Linked DNA regions of Mus musculus: regions 1 and 2 are each linked to region 3. The links are chromatin contacts, called in public HiChIP or PLAC-seq maps. All regions are on one chromosome and are shown on one strand. The core of a region is the stretch at or near the end of the contact, and the rest is flanking DNA. Distances in the headings are between cores, read along the strand shown.

Region 1 (4,726 bases), core at 1,450-3,949, 1.2 Mb after region 3:
TTAAAAAAAAAAAAGGTGTATCAAGCATTAAAAAGCATCAAGGATATTGATCAGAATTATATCTCCATGTGATAATCCTGAGGCGGGGAGCCACGGCTCAGCTCGTTGGTTTGAAATACTTAGGTGTTGTTGCTGTTCATATACCTCAATCAGGAAATATTAATTTAATGTTGCTTATTTTTAAAGAAAATTGTAAAATTAGTATTATTTGATGCTCAAAATCCACTACTTGGAAAGAAAACAGGGGAAGAAATTAATTTGATTCAATATTTAATTTTGAGAAAAAAAAGTATATACAACCCTATAAAAACCCATATTCTTTAGATCCCTCTGTAAGCATAGAGGGAAGTCTGGAAGGGCAAACCGCACTTTGCCGACACCAGAGCAAGCCAAGGATGTCACAGGTGATCTTGGTTGCCTTAGTAAGGTACCTTCTGGAACTTGGACCATGAGAGAGAATTACTATTATTACACAAGTACCAACAAAGCCATATCTATTTTTTAGGCCGTCAATCAATCAAAAAATAAAAATACTGGCTAACATTTTGAAATGAAAAAGTCAAATAAATTTAAGCTCTGAAAGATGGGTGATTTTTAAAACTTGAATTTTCCTTACTTTTTAGATCCATGTTTTCTGTAAGTGTCAGTTTTTTAAAAGTGAACTCTTAAAAAGCTCTCAGTGAACAGCTTGGTGAATTAACTTTGAGGGTGAAAGAAATTGCTCGTAAGCATATGAGAGTCCCGCAGTCACCGGAACAGGGACTGTTAAATAAACATTGTTTTAAAATCCTGGAATCAGTCTGTCTTGCAGAAAAGGATAAACACTTTTAAATTAAAAGTAATGATTATGTTCGCCCAATTTCCTAGATAAATGTCCTTTGCTCTTGGAAATCTGCACTTATTTATTTCTGGAGGTCAACATTTAATTTCTAATAAGTAGATTCCCAGGAAATGAATGAGTTTTGCTTAGTGCTAAAAAGCTTAATGCTTTGTACAGCGCAGGGTCCTGTCGTTCACAATGGGTCAAAGTCTTGTTTTTCCTTTAAGGAAAAAAAATGCTGCAGAAGTATTGCTGAAATATGCTCAGTTTTAGTCTTTAAAAAACAAATATGTTTCATCTGTGATTTATAAATCTAACTCAGTTGTAGACAATTTGATTTTCCTTTTAACCTTAACTTTTTTGACAAAGATTAGCAACAGATTGTTAATTTTCTCAGCACCTAAGACTTTGAGCAGCTTAGGTGGGAATCCGAATTAAGGTTTTATTTAACATCCTTTCCCAGTCAGTATTTGAATGCCTTGTTCCTTTGCAAATTTCTCTAACAAAACAACAACAACAAACAAACAAACAAAAAAAATTTACAGGTTTATGTTTCAAGCCAAGGAAATGCTTGGAGCTGAGTCTCGGTGACCTGTTTCAAAGGTTTGAACCTACAGTTACTGCTCCCCAAAACATTCATTCACCCACAAGATTTAGAAACATAAAACGGCGCGGGGTGGGGGGGGAAGCTGAGGTCTCCGTGTAAACCTCACAAAGTCCGTAGCTGAAGGCTTCCAAAGCCCGCCAAGAACATTGGAAGCATCCACAGCTGTTTTCAATTGTTCTTGCTTTCCCTTCGTAACGTATTTAGTAGGGCAATGGGTGCTGTTTGCAGCATCTCTGGCCCCCAGCCATGGTTGACCCTGACCTGCACACCGCCGTTTGGCTCCCAGAATTTCATGATCCTGCTTCCGTGTTCGGTAAAACCTAAGGAAAAATCAGGTTCGCGCCACCAGGAAATATGCTTTAAAAAAAAAAAAAAAAAAAAAGCGCGCGGGGGGGGGGGGGCTTCGATCTTTTAAATGTCACATTTTGGTGGTCTTTTTCTCTCTCAACCAGATCCCAGAAAATGAGAAAAGATGTACATCTTTGTGTAAGAGAGAAAGCAGCTGGCCAGACATGTCCTTTGGTTCACATCTAGGCCAGGGAGTCTCAATTGTGGGATAAAACCCCCATCCCCACCCCGAGGGGCAACGACCCCCCAAGTCTGTTTCAGGGATCAGAAGATGTCCACCACTAGGCTGGGGGGGCGAGGAGGGGCGCCCTTCTTAATGGAAACTGGAGCTGAATTCCTGCCCTGCTGGACAGGGAGGGGCCGTGGGGGTGCAGAGAGAAAGAGAAGGCCAGGGGTCAAGCCTGGGGAGGGACCCACTTGGCCCAAAAGGTGGGCTGCAGGGTGTCCTGAAAGAGGGGTGCTGTGAGGGGGAGGCATTGGGCATAGAGCGGGACTAGCACCCTTTGGGCACGCCCTGGTACCCCGGAACCCGAGTGGGGGAGTGTGAGGCGGCGGCCTGTGGGCCCCTGAACCTCCATGTCGCGCGCAGGCCACTAACCTGTCAGTAAGAATGTGCCAGTGGTCGCGGGGCTCATCTTGAGTGTCCCCCGACCCTTTCCCGTCCAAGCACAAGGGTCTCCCAGCTCCCACCACCAGAATAATAGCATTCTTGGCCTGCCTAAGCCAACCGTCCTCGATCCTCCCCTCCCCTCCCTTTCTTTTTTTCCTCCCAGCTTGGCCAGTTCAGCATCGCGCACCCCCCCTTCCTGAGCCCATGCTGCCCCTAGCGGCGGGCCAAAGCAGTGCATGCCGCGCCCCCACCCCATCCCCCAAGGCGCCCGCCCACGCGCCCCCCTCCGCCCCCGCTGCTCGCGAAGCACGCTGGGATTTGGCGCCCCCCCTCCTAGGATCTCTCTATATAAGGCAAGCAGTCCGGACTCCCGATACACGCGTTTCCAACTTGAGTTGGTGTGTGTCGAAGAATCCTGACCAACTACGACCTGGGGAGAGCAGCCAACCGAGAAGGTCCACCGAGCCTCGCCTAGGTCTGCTGCGCGGGCTGCGGTCCGGAGCCTTCTCCGGACCGCGGTCACCCAGTGGACCGGGCCGTCGCGGGACCCCTCATCCTTCGTGGCATCGCAGAGGAATCCTCGTGTGGTGAGTATGGTTAGGATTTTTTTTTTTTTTTTAACTCCAAGAAAACGGTCACACGCAATCCCCGTTTTACATCGGGAGCTGCGGGAGATAAAAGTAGCGCCCCCCAAAATATCTCCTCGCAAATTTTGTCAAGCCTTCAGTGGCCAGATCCTGAGACGAGAGCGTGGAAAGCAAGTCTTCACGGCTTCGGGTCCGCGAATTCGGTTTCCACGACTCGCGTCCAGAAATGGTCGGTAGACACATGAGCTGCGGACAGCGATGAGCTGCAGACGCACATGAGCTACTGACCGAATTGTGATGAGCTCCCCAAATACGCTGCAAAGTGACTGGCTCTGCACTCTTAAGTGCCGCGCTACGAACGGATTGCACTGCAGACGGCCGCGTCTTGCGCTGTGATAAACTAACGGGCGCTTCATGCGCTACAAAATCCTAATAGGCGCTTCATGCGCTACAAAATACTCATAGGCGCTTCATGCGCTACAAAATACTCATAGGCGCTTCATGCGCTACAAAATACTCATAGGCGCTTCATGCGCTACAAAATACTCATAGGCACTTCACACGCTACGAACTGATGGGCGCTTCATGCGCTTCGCTGTACTAATGGGCGCTTCATGTGCTACGATGTACTAATGAGCGCTTAATGCGCTTCGCTGTACTAATGGGCGCGCCATGCGCTTCACTGTACTAATGGGCGCTTCATGCGCTTCAGCGTACGAACGAGCAAATGAAACGGGCGAACAGGCGAACCTGTGAACGGGGCGAACGGGGCGCTTCATGCGCCACAAACCAGCCCGAACTACGGTGATACCCAAAACCGATTCGTGTTTCACGTATTCAATTTGGAAAGCTGCAGGAGAGTAACCAAACGCAAAAGCGCAACAAGAGTGAATTTAGAAAATGCGCTACAAACTGCGGCACAGGCATAAGACCTGCAGCCTCTTAAGTGACACAGAAAGTAGCGTTGGGAAGACGAGAGAACGTATCTCTCCTTGGTGAGGGGACAACACAGTTCACCTTTCGGGTCAAAACTGGCTCCGTTTTCCTGTCGGACGGCTATCTGCATGATGGTGGTGGTGCTGGTGGTAAACAAAATGGAGCCCTGGGAGGCCAAAATTGGTTTTAACATTCTGCCCACGTAACTCCTGCTTATGGCAGTGGAGTGGAGGGGTGCTGGATTTTGGAGATGGCGGAATGGCCTGCCTTGTCTAGTGGTGATTGATTGAGGTGACGGTGACGGTGCACTGGACTTGGGGACACGAATGGGTGTCCAGCAACAGTTTGTGGAAACTGTCCGGTTTTCTGGGTGGGCACGAAGCCAAGGTGGGAGGTGGGAGATGATGGGAGGTGGGAGATGATGGGAGGTGGGAGATGATGGGACGGTGGGAGGTGGGGGATTCACTCTTGCTGCACGGAAGGGATCTGGTGGTTGGGAGCTGGTGGGAGGGGTCTGGGGAGGTAGGGGGGCGGGGGGAGGCATGCAGTCATTCTGCAGCCCTGTTGTAGCCAGTCTCAGACCTGCCCCGCCCATCTAGCCTTGCCTCATCTGCAGAGAGGCCGCGCGCCTCGCCTGTCGCGCGCTTTTCCAGAACATGCTTCCACAGGCCCAACCTCCCAAGTGCTGACGCCTTAGAGCCAGCCTACCTGGTCCCCACCCCCAAGGCCCGCCTCCTCTGAGGTGGCCTGCCTAGCCCCCGCCCCCAAGGCCCCGCCTCTCTTACTGTTCAGCTCCTCCCAGAGCTCCTCCAAGGTGG
Region 2 (4,359 bases), core at 542-3,041, 1.0 Mb after region 3:
GAGGGGGAGGGGAGGGGGAGGGGGGAAGAGGGCCGGAGAGGGAGAGAGAGAAAGAGGAGAGTCCTTTGGATTTAACAAGAAATACCCATACCACCAGCAAAGAACCATTCAGTTCTTCAGGACAGAATGGGAACCAAGCAAGTGAAAATTTCAAGTAGCTACTCCTTCTAAAAGAAACAAAGAAGCAAATAACTTGGAACACAGAATCTAGTGGTGGTTTTAATTAAAAAGGGACATTTATCAGTGGAAAGGCATCAGCTAAGAGAGGGACCATTTATAGATGCCACAGGAAAGGGCCATCTTATGTGGAGATATCTACCAGGAAAAGCAGAAATAGGTAGAGGGGTTAACTTTAACACAGAGGAAAGGACAAAGGGGTTCCCAGATTTTCCCAGTATCTCAGAAAGCCTTCTGGGAAGCACAACTAAGTACAACGTCAGGTTTCTTTATTTTTGGCTAGCATTAGGCCAACCCTGGGGGTTAGCTCTGGTTATTGAAGGTGGATCAGAAATTCTAATTTGGTGTTGATGACATCATAGTATGTGTCTAGGATGTGATTGGCAGGCCACATATTGTTAGCCCAGTTATCTGGTTGTTGTCGTATCTGATTCAATTCTGCCAGCATGTGATCAGCCTCAGATCAGAAGAAAGAGCCAAAATTAAGCGACCACTTGCAGGGAACAGTGCCTAAGTGTTTGTACACTTATTTAACTTTATTGCTTATTAGCATTATATCTATGACAGTGATGTATGTGATTTCATTTAAGCGACAAGAATCTTTCATCATCATATGATGATTGTGGCTGGAAACATAATTTTAAAAATCCTTCAGTGGAGAGGATGGGAGTGACTCGACAGGATCTCTAAGTCCCTTTTCTCTAACATTCGAGAATGTTGAGAAGGGTCTGGAAGCACAAGGTTGGGGTTGGCTAAAAGTTGTAAAGAAGACTTGCCAACACCTCCAACTCAACAATGACTTACTTGTTCTAACCACAACATGCAAATAGCCATTCTTGTCTACAAGGCAACTCAAGACCAAGGGTATGAATAAGAATGCTTTTCAAAGGACACACAGAGTGCTGGGTCTATTGATAATCACAAAACATTAACCAAGTTTAAGGATTGCCACAGGCAACCAATCTGCTACCCTGGCCAACCTTAGTGTCAACAAAGATATTGTGTAAACATAAAGGAGAAAGGGGCTCTTATACTGACATCCACACCAACTTAGACACACTGTACAGGATGCATCTACACCCACTGCAACTGGACAAACAGCACATTGGGCAGTTGAGTATTAAACGGTGAACATGGGCCTTACACTTGAGTTGGGTGTTCGGATTTACAGCCACCCCAACACCTGGCCAGCATCTTAGGTGCAGAGGAACTTGCCAGACAGGTCGTGGGTGGCCTGCCGTTAAGGCCCCACGACCGTGGGAGAGCAGAGAGTAGAAAGTCCAGAAAGGGTGTGATGGGGGAAGCAGGGAGTGTACTTTTTTTTCCCGGAACAGTAGTTCTATTGCCCTAACCTGGGCTCAGGTAGCTGCCAGTCCACTTGGGCATAGCCCCGGAGCTGACATCTGGGCCGGGCTGCAGGCCCTGGCCCTCTGCCCCCCCAACACCCATACAGTCACCATGCCTGTGCAGCCGTCGCCGCCCGCTGCCGCCAGTGACCCGGTGACCCCGGAGGCCCGTCTGGGCCCGGTGACCCCGGAGCCCCGGGCATCCGGACCCCCGTCACAGGCGCAGCCGCTATTAAGGCAGGAGGCTACCAGGGAGGAGGAAGGGGAGGAGACAGGCGGCCAGGGCGCCTGGGGCACCGGCACGGCTGAGCAACGGCGGCGGGGTTGGGGGGAGGCCGACGAGGGCACGGGGAAGGCCGGCGGCACGGAGGCCGCAGGCTCGGACCCCTCGGCCCGCGGTTCGGGCGACGGGCAAGGGAGCTGGCGGCCGCTTCTCGGCTGGCTACGGCGCCCGCCGCCCCAGTGCTGCCCCTGCGCGGCGCCCCTTCCCCGCTCCGCCGCGCACTGTTGTCATGGAGGAACCAAGATGGCGGCTCTGGCCTACAACCTGGGCAAGCGGGAGATCAACCACTACTTCAGCGTGAGGAGCGCCAAGGTGCTGGCGCTGGTGGCCGTGCTGCTGCTCGCAGCGTGCCACCTCGCGTCCCGCCGCTACCGAGGTGAGCCGGCCCTCCCCCCGGCCCGGGCCGGCTCGGCCCGGGGGGAGGCGGCGCCGCGGCCCCGAGCGCGGGAGGCCGCCCCCCGCCGCAGCACGCCCACGCGCCGGCGGCCTCCCGCGGCCCCGCGGCGCCCCACGTGCCCGGGCCGACCCCTGCGGGCCCCTGCCCCCAGCCTCCCGCTCTCGGGGCCACCTCCTGCTGGAGCGGGGCTCCGGAGGCGCGCCCGGCCCCGCGCCCCGGTGCAGGAGGTCGAACCAGGGGCCCCCGGGGGCAGCCCTGGCGGCACCGCCTCCCGGATGCTGGGGTCGCACACGGTGCGCCCGTGGGGTCTGCCTCCTGCCCTGCCACTTCAGGGCCCAACGGTTGGACAGCGGCTTGGGCCGCCCTGCTTACTTTTGCCAAAAGGGCCAGTGTGGCTAAAGATGCCCATGGCCCACCTCCCTCCCGTGGAGGAGGTGCCACCAGCCTTTCAAACACTTTTCAAGAGTTTGGGTTGCACAGTTTTTGTTTTTGTTTTTACAAATAAAGACACTGAGGCAGGATTTTGGTTTTTGTTTGTTTCTTAAAGGAGTTAAGGAGTTGACCGGACTAGACGTGAGCGGGCGAAGCAAATAGTTAAGCCTTTTGAAAGCTGGCCTTCAATATGGGTTTACATACTGGTGGAAAGCTGGAAAGGAACCAATGAACTCTTCTCAGAAGGAATTATCCTTCAGTTGTCAAGGGATATTTGCTTGTTTTTTTGATTGATTTTTTTTCCCCTTTCCTTACGATAAATGCCACCAGGACAGTCACTGACAGTAGGAGGGAAATTATAATGATAGGATCTTTTGGTTTTGACCTTTGGTATCCTAAAAGTCATTATATGGACAGCTCTTGGTGACTGTGAGATAATTAGACAAATGTGACAGCCACGTGCACATTAGCGCTGGGCCCATTTATACTGTACAGCCCAGTCACGAGAGTACTAGAGTCTCGGCTGTATTCCCATTTCACATGATCTCTCAAAGTGGAGGCCATTTTGGTCAAACTTGATGGTTTGTTTCTACCTACTCTTGAGTTTTCCAGATCTTAAACTTTAGTATCATAGCTGTATCTTTTAAATATATTATCTTACAAATAGCTTAATTGAATTAAAAAAGATCCTTATGGCTAATTCTCCAGTCCTCTACAGATTCATAGCAGATGACCTATCAGAGCCTTGGCTTCTTACTGCTGACATCAAGAAAGCCTACATTTTCATATATACAACACAATTAGCAGTACTGATGAACCAACTGTTGATAACTCAGAGAACATGTTTCTTTTAAATGTGATTAATCTTTTTATGCTAGTTTGATATGAGATGACTGTCATCTAATTCAACTTTGTGTTTGTGATGTCAATGGAGCTAAAGTTTATGACTACAATGTTGTCCCAAATGTAAACCTACTGTGCCCTGCCTGCTTGTCTTTTTATTGTGCTTCTTGTCTTTTGCTAAGCTTGTGGAATACTAATTTTTAAATTTAGGTTATATTTTGCATCTTGCCAAGGTCTGTCATCATCGGGAGGAAAATAGAATGTCAGATGGGGCCTTATGAGTCAGGTTGTAAAGCCTCCTCCAGAAGGGACTTGTGAGTTTCCAAAGGTGCTTCAGTGCCTTGAGTGTGAAGCAGTACACCTGTCATATGTGCTTGTCCAGATTGAATATCAGGAACTTGAACCAGAGTCTGTGCAGGAGAAACTAAACATCTTACCAGGAACATTTTTGCCCTGGCAGTGTCAAACCATGTCAGGTGCAGTGCCTTTCGCAGATATGCATATATGCTTGATTCACATAGAATCATTTGGAACAAGAATGGAGTTTCTTAGACGAACAGTGGAAAGGACATGAAATGCTAAGATCTTGGGTGTGTGAGTATGAACATGCATCAAATGCACACACACACACACACACACACACCTCTTGCTTTGAAAATTACTCCACTTCAAAGAATTATTAGAAAGTAAAGCTTCCCAAAACCGTGCATTAGATTGAGCACTTACTGTATGCAGGCAGTGTTTAAGGGCTTTTCGTAATTCATTCTGTCTTTAGAGCCTCTAGGAGGTACGGTGTTTCATCCCCCCACCCCTTAACATTTCTGTAATCAAGAAGAGTCTTTAAAACTTTGATTGCATGTCAAAGTTTAATTGGTAACATT
Region 3 (4,550 bases), core at 1,699-4,198:
TTCATCATTACAAAGGACGGAGCCGGAGTAGCTCTGGGCTGGTCTGCAGAGTCTTTACTGGAGACAGCAGCCAGCCTCACCAAAACAAAGGAATACACAATTGGCCTAGCTAATAGGTGGGCTTACCTTGAAAGAGCTAGGGAATCCCACTGAGACAGAAATCTTCAGTACAGGTTACATTGCATATTAGAAGTAAGTTGGTGAATTCTTCTGACAAATGGAGATTCTCCACAGATACGTAAGTTACACTCATACAAGAAATTATCAGGGCCCAGGAAATAGGGGGTTGTGGTATTGCAGTATTCATGAGAATATCTGCTAGAGCAGAACCCCTGGTGGTGGGCTTAACAATAGACTAGCTTTACACCTGGCTCCCTTCTTAGTGGCAGCAGCCTGGTCCCTGCCTTCTTTTGATGTTTACATTCCTTTTGAAATGTGTCACTGTAACTTGGATGTATCTCGCCTGGTTTCTTGTTATTCTTCTGTTTAAAAAGTTTGGTGCTTGACTTGACAAATTACATTCAGATTCTACAAAATCTCCTGTGTGCATCTGTCTGTCATTTCCGCTGACTCCTTGCCCAACTGCAACTAGAGACCTGTTCCACGCAGACAAAGGGACCCAGAGGGTCTGCGGCACTTTTCCTCCTCCTTCTCCTTCCCCTTCCCCTTCCCCTTCTTCCTTCCCCTCTCCTCCTTTCCCTTCCCCCTTCTCCCTTCCCCTTCTTCCTTCCCCTTCCCCTTCTCTCCCTCTCCTCCTTCCCCTTCCCCCTTCCCCTTCTTCCTCCCCCTCTCCTCCTTCCCCTTCCCCCTTCTCCCTTCCCCTTCTTCTCCTTCTTCCTTCCCCTTCTTCCTCCCCCCTTCCCCTTCTTCCTTCCCCTTCTTCCTCCCCTTCTTCCTTCCCCTTCTTCCTTCCCCTTCTCCTTTCCCCTTCTTCCTCCCCCTTCCCCCTTCCCCTTCCCCTCCATCAGGGATGGAAAATCAGGGATGGTGATTTTCCCCAGACGTTCTTTTATTGTTGAGAATAGTTTTCACTATCCTGGGTTTTTTTTTTTTTTAATTCCAAATGAATTTGTAAATTGCTCATTCTGTGGAGCCACAATTATGCTTATACTTACACCATACAAAGACCCAACAAAGAAAGAGAACTTCAGACCAATCTCCCTTATGATCATTGATGCAAAAATATTCAATAAAATTCTTGCCAACTGAATCCAAGAACACATCAAAACGATCATTCACCACGATCAAGTAGGCTTCATGCCAGGGATGCAGGGATGCTTCAGAATATGGAAATGCACTCTATAAATAAACTCAAAGAAAAAAAAACCACATGATCATTTCATTAGATGCTGAAAAAGCATTTAAAAATTCAGCACCCCTTCAAGTTAAAAGTCTTGGAAAGATCAGGAATTCAAGCCCACACCTAGACATAGTAACAGCAGTATACAGCAAACCAGTAGCCAGCATCAAACTAAATGAAGAGAGACTTGAAGCAATCCCACCTAAATCAGGGACTAGACAAGGCTGCCCACTCTCTCCCTATCTATTTAATATAGTACTCGGAGTTCTAGCTAGAGCAATTAGACAACAAAAGGAGATCAAGGGAATACAAATTGGAAAGGAAGAAGTCAAAATATCACTATTTGCAGATGATATGATCATATACTTAAGTGACCCCAGAAATTCCACCAGAGAACTCCTATACCTGATAAACAACTTCAGCAAAGTGGCTGGATTTAAAATTAAATCAAATCAGTAGCCTTCCTCTACTCAAAGGATAAACAGGCTGAGAAAGAAATTAGGGAAACAACACCCTTCACAATAGTCACAAATAATATAAAATATCTTGGTGGAACTCTTAACTGAGGAAGTGAAAGATCTGTATGACAAGAACTTCAAGTCTCTGAAGAAAGAAATTAAAGACCTTAGAAGATGGAAAGATCTCCCATGCTCATGAATTGGCAGAACTAATATAGTAAAAATGGCCATCTTGCCAAAAACAATCTACAGATTCAATGCAATCCCCATCAAAATTCCACACAATTCTTCATAGTTTCAGGGCTTCTTAGGCGCATGTGCAGAGCCTGCTTTTCTTTGATGAGGCTATACTGTGTTGTCAGAACTGGAGAGAAGAGGCTCAGGTTCTTGCCCTGTAGTGTGCCAACTCTCAGGTAGTGGGCAGCTGTGCAACCTCTCAGGGCTGTGACTGGACCAGTTGTAAAGTGAGGTGGCTGGGACTGGCCTCCATAACTGTTGCTTTCCCAGTTATCCTTTCTTCTTGCTACATTTTATGTAACAAAGACTATCACAGGTGAAACAGCAAAAAGTGGTTGTTGCGGATTTTTCCCCTAATGTTTAAACCAAAACCTAGACCTTTGTAGTTTATTTATTGAGTATAACATTTCTAATGGTTGTCACTTAGAAAGTGTTCACAAAAGCCACTTGGGAGCAGTTCCTTCAAAGGCAAGATTAACTTGACAGGCAGCTCAGCAACAGTACCAGTGTGCACACCTGTATTGACTAAAATTACTCGAGACAGGCTCTATTATATGCCTGTTTTTTTTCCACCAAATTGTACTTCATAAACACAGAAAAAGTGTTCAAGCTTCAGCACCAATCCTTTTTTCAACATGTGTCATGATAGCAAAGACACCTTATTATCTGGGAGGCACTAAATACCATCACAAGTTAAGAGGAAGGCAGTGGCAGAGATTTCACTGAGACACAAGACAAGTTTGTCTGCGTGGAAAAGCAGTGTGAAGGGCAAGGCAGGGAGTGCTGCAGCCAGGAGGCTGCAGGGAGTGCTGTGGCCAGGAGGCTGCAGGGAGTGCTGTGGCCAGGAGGCTGCAGGGAGTGCTGCGGCCAGTTGGAGCAAGAACAGCTCTCTAGGTTCCCCTACACCAGTCTGTGTGTGTAACAGTGCAGACTGCTGCCATGTTTTACTTCCTGCCGCCAGAGCTTTAAGGCACTCAGTTTGTGGTGATTTGCGCAGGGAACTAGCCTGCAGACAGAAATTGCTTCCTTCTGTGGTAGCAATGTTTAACATTTGGTTCTGTGGTGACTTTAACATTTTGAGAAACGGTGGAACTGTTTTCTAACCCATTAGTCACCACTGTCTTACATTTGTAGTGGTATTGTATGGGGCTTCTAGCTTTTCCACGCACTTGCTTAGCTTTCTCTCTTTTTGTTTGTAACTGTCCTAGTAGATGTAAGTGGTATTTTGTTGTGGCTTCAATATGCATTTCCTTAATGAATAAAGATGCTGCTAGCTTTATGTGTGCTTATTAGCTCTTTGTATATCTTCTGTGCGGAAGTATGTCTAAAGCTTTTCCCAGTCAGGCTTTAACTGAAATCTTCCTTTCAGTTCTCAAGTGTCTATTTGTTTCTTGGCTTTAAAAATGATTGTATTTATTCAAATAAAGTCTATGTTACTCAGGCAGCGCAGGACCTAGGATTGATAATTCTTCTGCTTCAGCCTTGTGAGTGGTATAGCTACAGGCATATATCTAACATGATGTCTGGCCTTTTTGTTATCATTGAAACTATTTGAAATACATAACTTGAAGTTGGTAGTGATGATACCTCCAACAGAGCCAGTTCCTGGCTCTTTTGTGTTTCCATATGAAATTTAAGATTTGTTTCAATTTCTGTGAAAAATTTCGTTGGAATTTTCATAGGGTTCTGTTGAACCTGTCAATTACTTTTGATAGGATGACCATTTTCACAATATTAATTCTCTTAAGCCGTGGGCATGGAGCATCCTTCCATCATCTGGGATGTTTTCAGCTCCTTTGTTCATCATCTTAACTTTTTTCATTGTACAAAGTATTGTTCACTGCTTGGTTATGTGTATTACAAAATTTCAGGGGGATGGAGATAGTAAATTTCACCGTTCTGTCCTTGATTCTTTCTCAGTGTTTTTGTAATTCATATATATATGATAGCCACTAATTTTTTAAGTGTTTATTTTGTAGCCTATAACTTTGTTGAGAATATTGATCAGCTGTAGTCCTTGCTCAGTTAATCCCAATATTTAGAGCTGTTCCTCTTTTAGGTCCATCTGTTTTCTCTTCATCTTCAAATCTTGGTTTCTTAAAAAGTCTAGATTTTGTTTTAGCATGGTAGCAACAGCTAATGAAATACTGGCCTTTTATTCAAATAGAAATAAAGTTTTGTTTCTCTGCATCTTCCTATATAATGTCATGATGACTTAAGACATAAAGTGAGACCAGTAGTATAAAAAACGTCCATGAAATGTGGGCAGTTAGTGGAGTATCCAGAGTGTGAGTGTACTCTGGGCCCTTAGTTGGGTATCTGATGTGGGCGGTTTCTGGAGAATCTAATGTGGGCCTTTAGTGGAGTATCTTGACTGTGAGTGTACTGTGTGCAGTTAGTGGAGAGTCTGATGTGAGCGATTACTGGAGTATCTCGACTGAGTGTACTGTACTGTGTGCGGTTAATGGAGTATCTGGAGTGTAAGTGCTGACCCGCCAAGTGTTAAGTGCATTGTGGTGCTGGGCACTAAGTCAAAGAGCTGTGCAGAATGATGG

The links. HiChIP or PLAC-seq counts read pairs in DNA pulled down with a chosen protein or histone mark.
Region 1: an H3K27ac HiChIP or PLAC-seq map of embryonic stem cells shows a contact between it and region 3, with 5 times the contacts expected there. The contact joins the promoter of Peg10 here to the enhancer-like site in region 3. A contact is called at or near these places in 2 of 39 promoter capture datasets (cranial neural crest and hippocampal neurons) and 4 of 115 datasets of contacts at active chromatin or transcription factors (astrocytes, embryonic stem cells and forebrain).
Region 2: a contact with region 3 is called in an H3K27ac HiChIP or PLAC-seq map of epiblast stem cells, with 4 times the contacts expected there. The contact joins the promoter of Casd1 here to the enhancer-like site in region 3. A contact is called at or near these places in 4 of 39 promoter capture datasets (the 3T3-L1 cell line, HPC-7-derived erythroid cells, embryonic stem cells and 1 more), 1 of 484 Hi-C or Micro-C datasets (embryonic stem cells) and 3 of 115 datasets of contacts at active chromatin or transcription factors (embryonic stem cells, epiblast stem cells and large pre-B cells).

The regions. Positions count from the first base shown.
Region 1 is chr6:4,744,607-4,749,332 of GRCm38.p6, forward strand. It overlaps Peg10 (paternally expressed 10), which reads left to right and starts at 2,700. Exons shown (of 2, transcript NM_130877.2): 1 at 2,700-2,972. Sgce (sarcoglycan, epsilon) reads right to left here and starts at 2,598. Exons shown (of 11, transcript NM_011360.3): 1 at 2,374-2,598. The coding sequence starts at 2,482.
Region 2 is chr6:4,599,120-4,603,478 of GRCm38.p6, forward strand. It overlaps Casd1 (CAS1 domain containing 1), which reads left to right and starts at 1,792. Exons shown (of 18, transcript NM_145398.4): 1 at 1,792-2,182. The coding sequence starts at 2,050.
Region 3 is chr6:3,557,308-3,561,857 of GRCm38.p6, forward strand. All of the region lies in intron 16 of Vps50 (VPS50 EARP/GARPII complex subunit), which reads left to right. Among named protein-coding and RNA genes, the nearest start is that of Gm52885, 11 kb to the right of the region's middle. Within about 2 kb of position 2,949, at least 23 of the 459 cell types and tissues checked have an H3K27ac peak or open chromatin away from gene starts, as enhancers often do. A contact at or near this core is called in embryonic stem cells and epiblast stem cells, where this site is marked.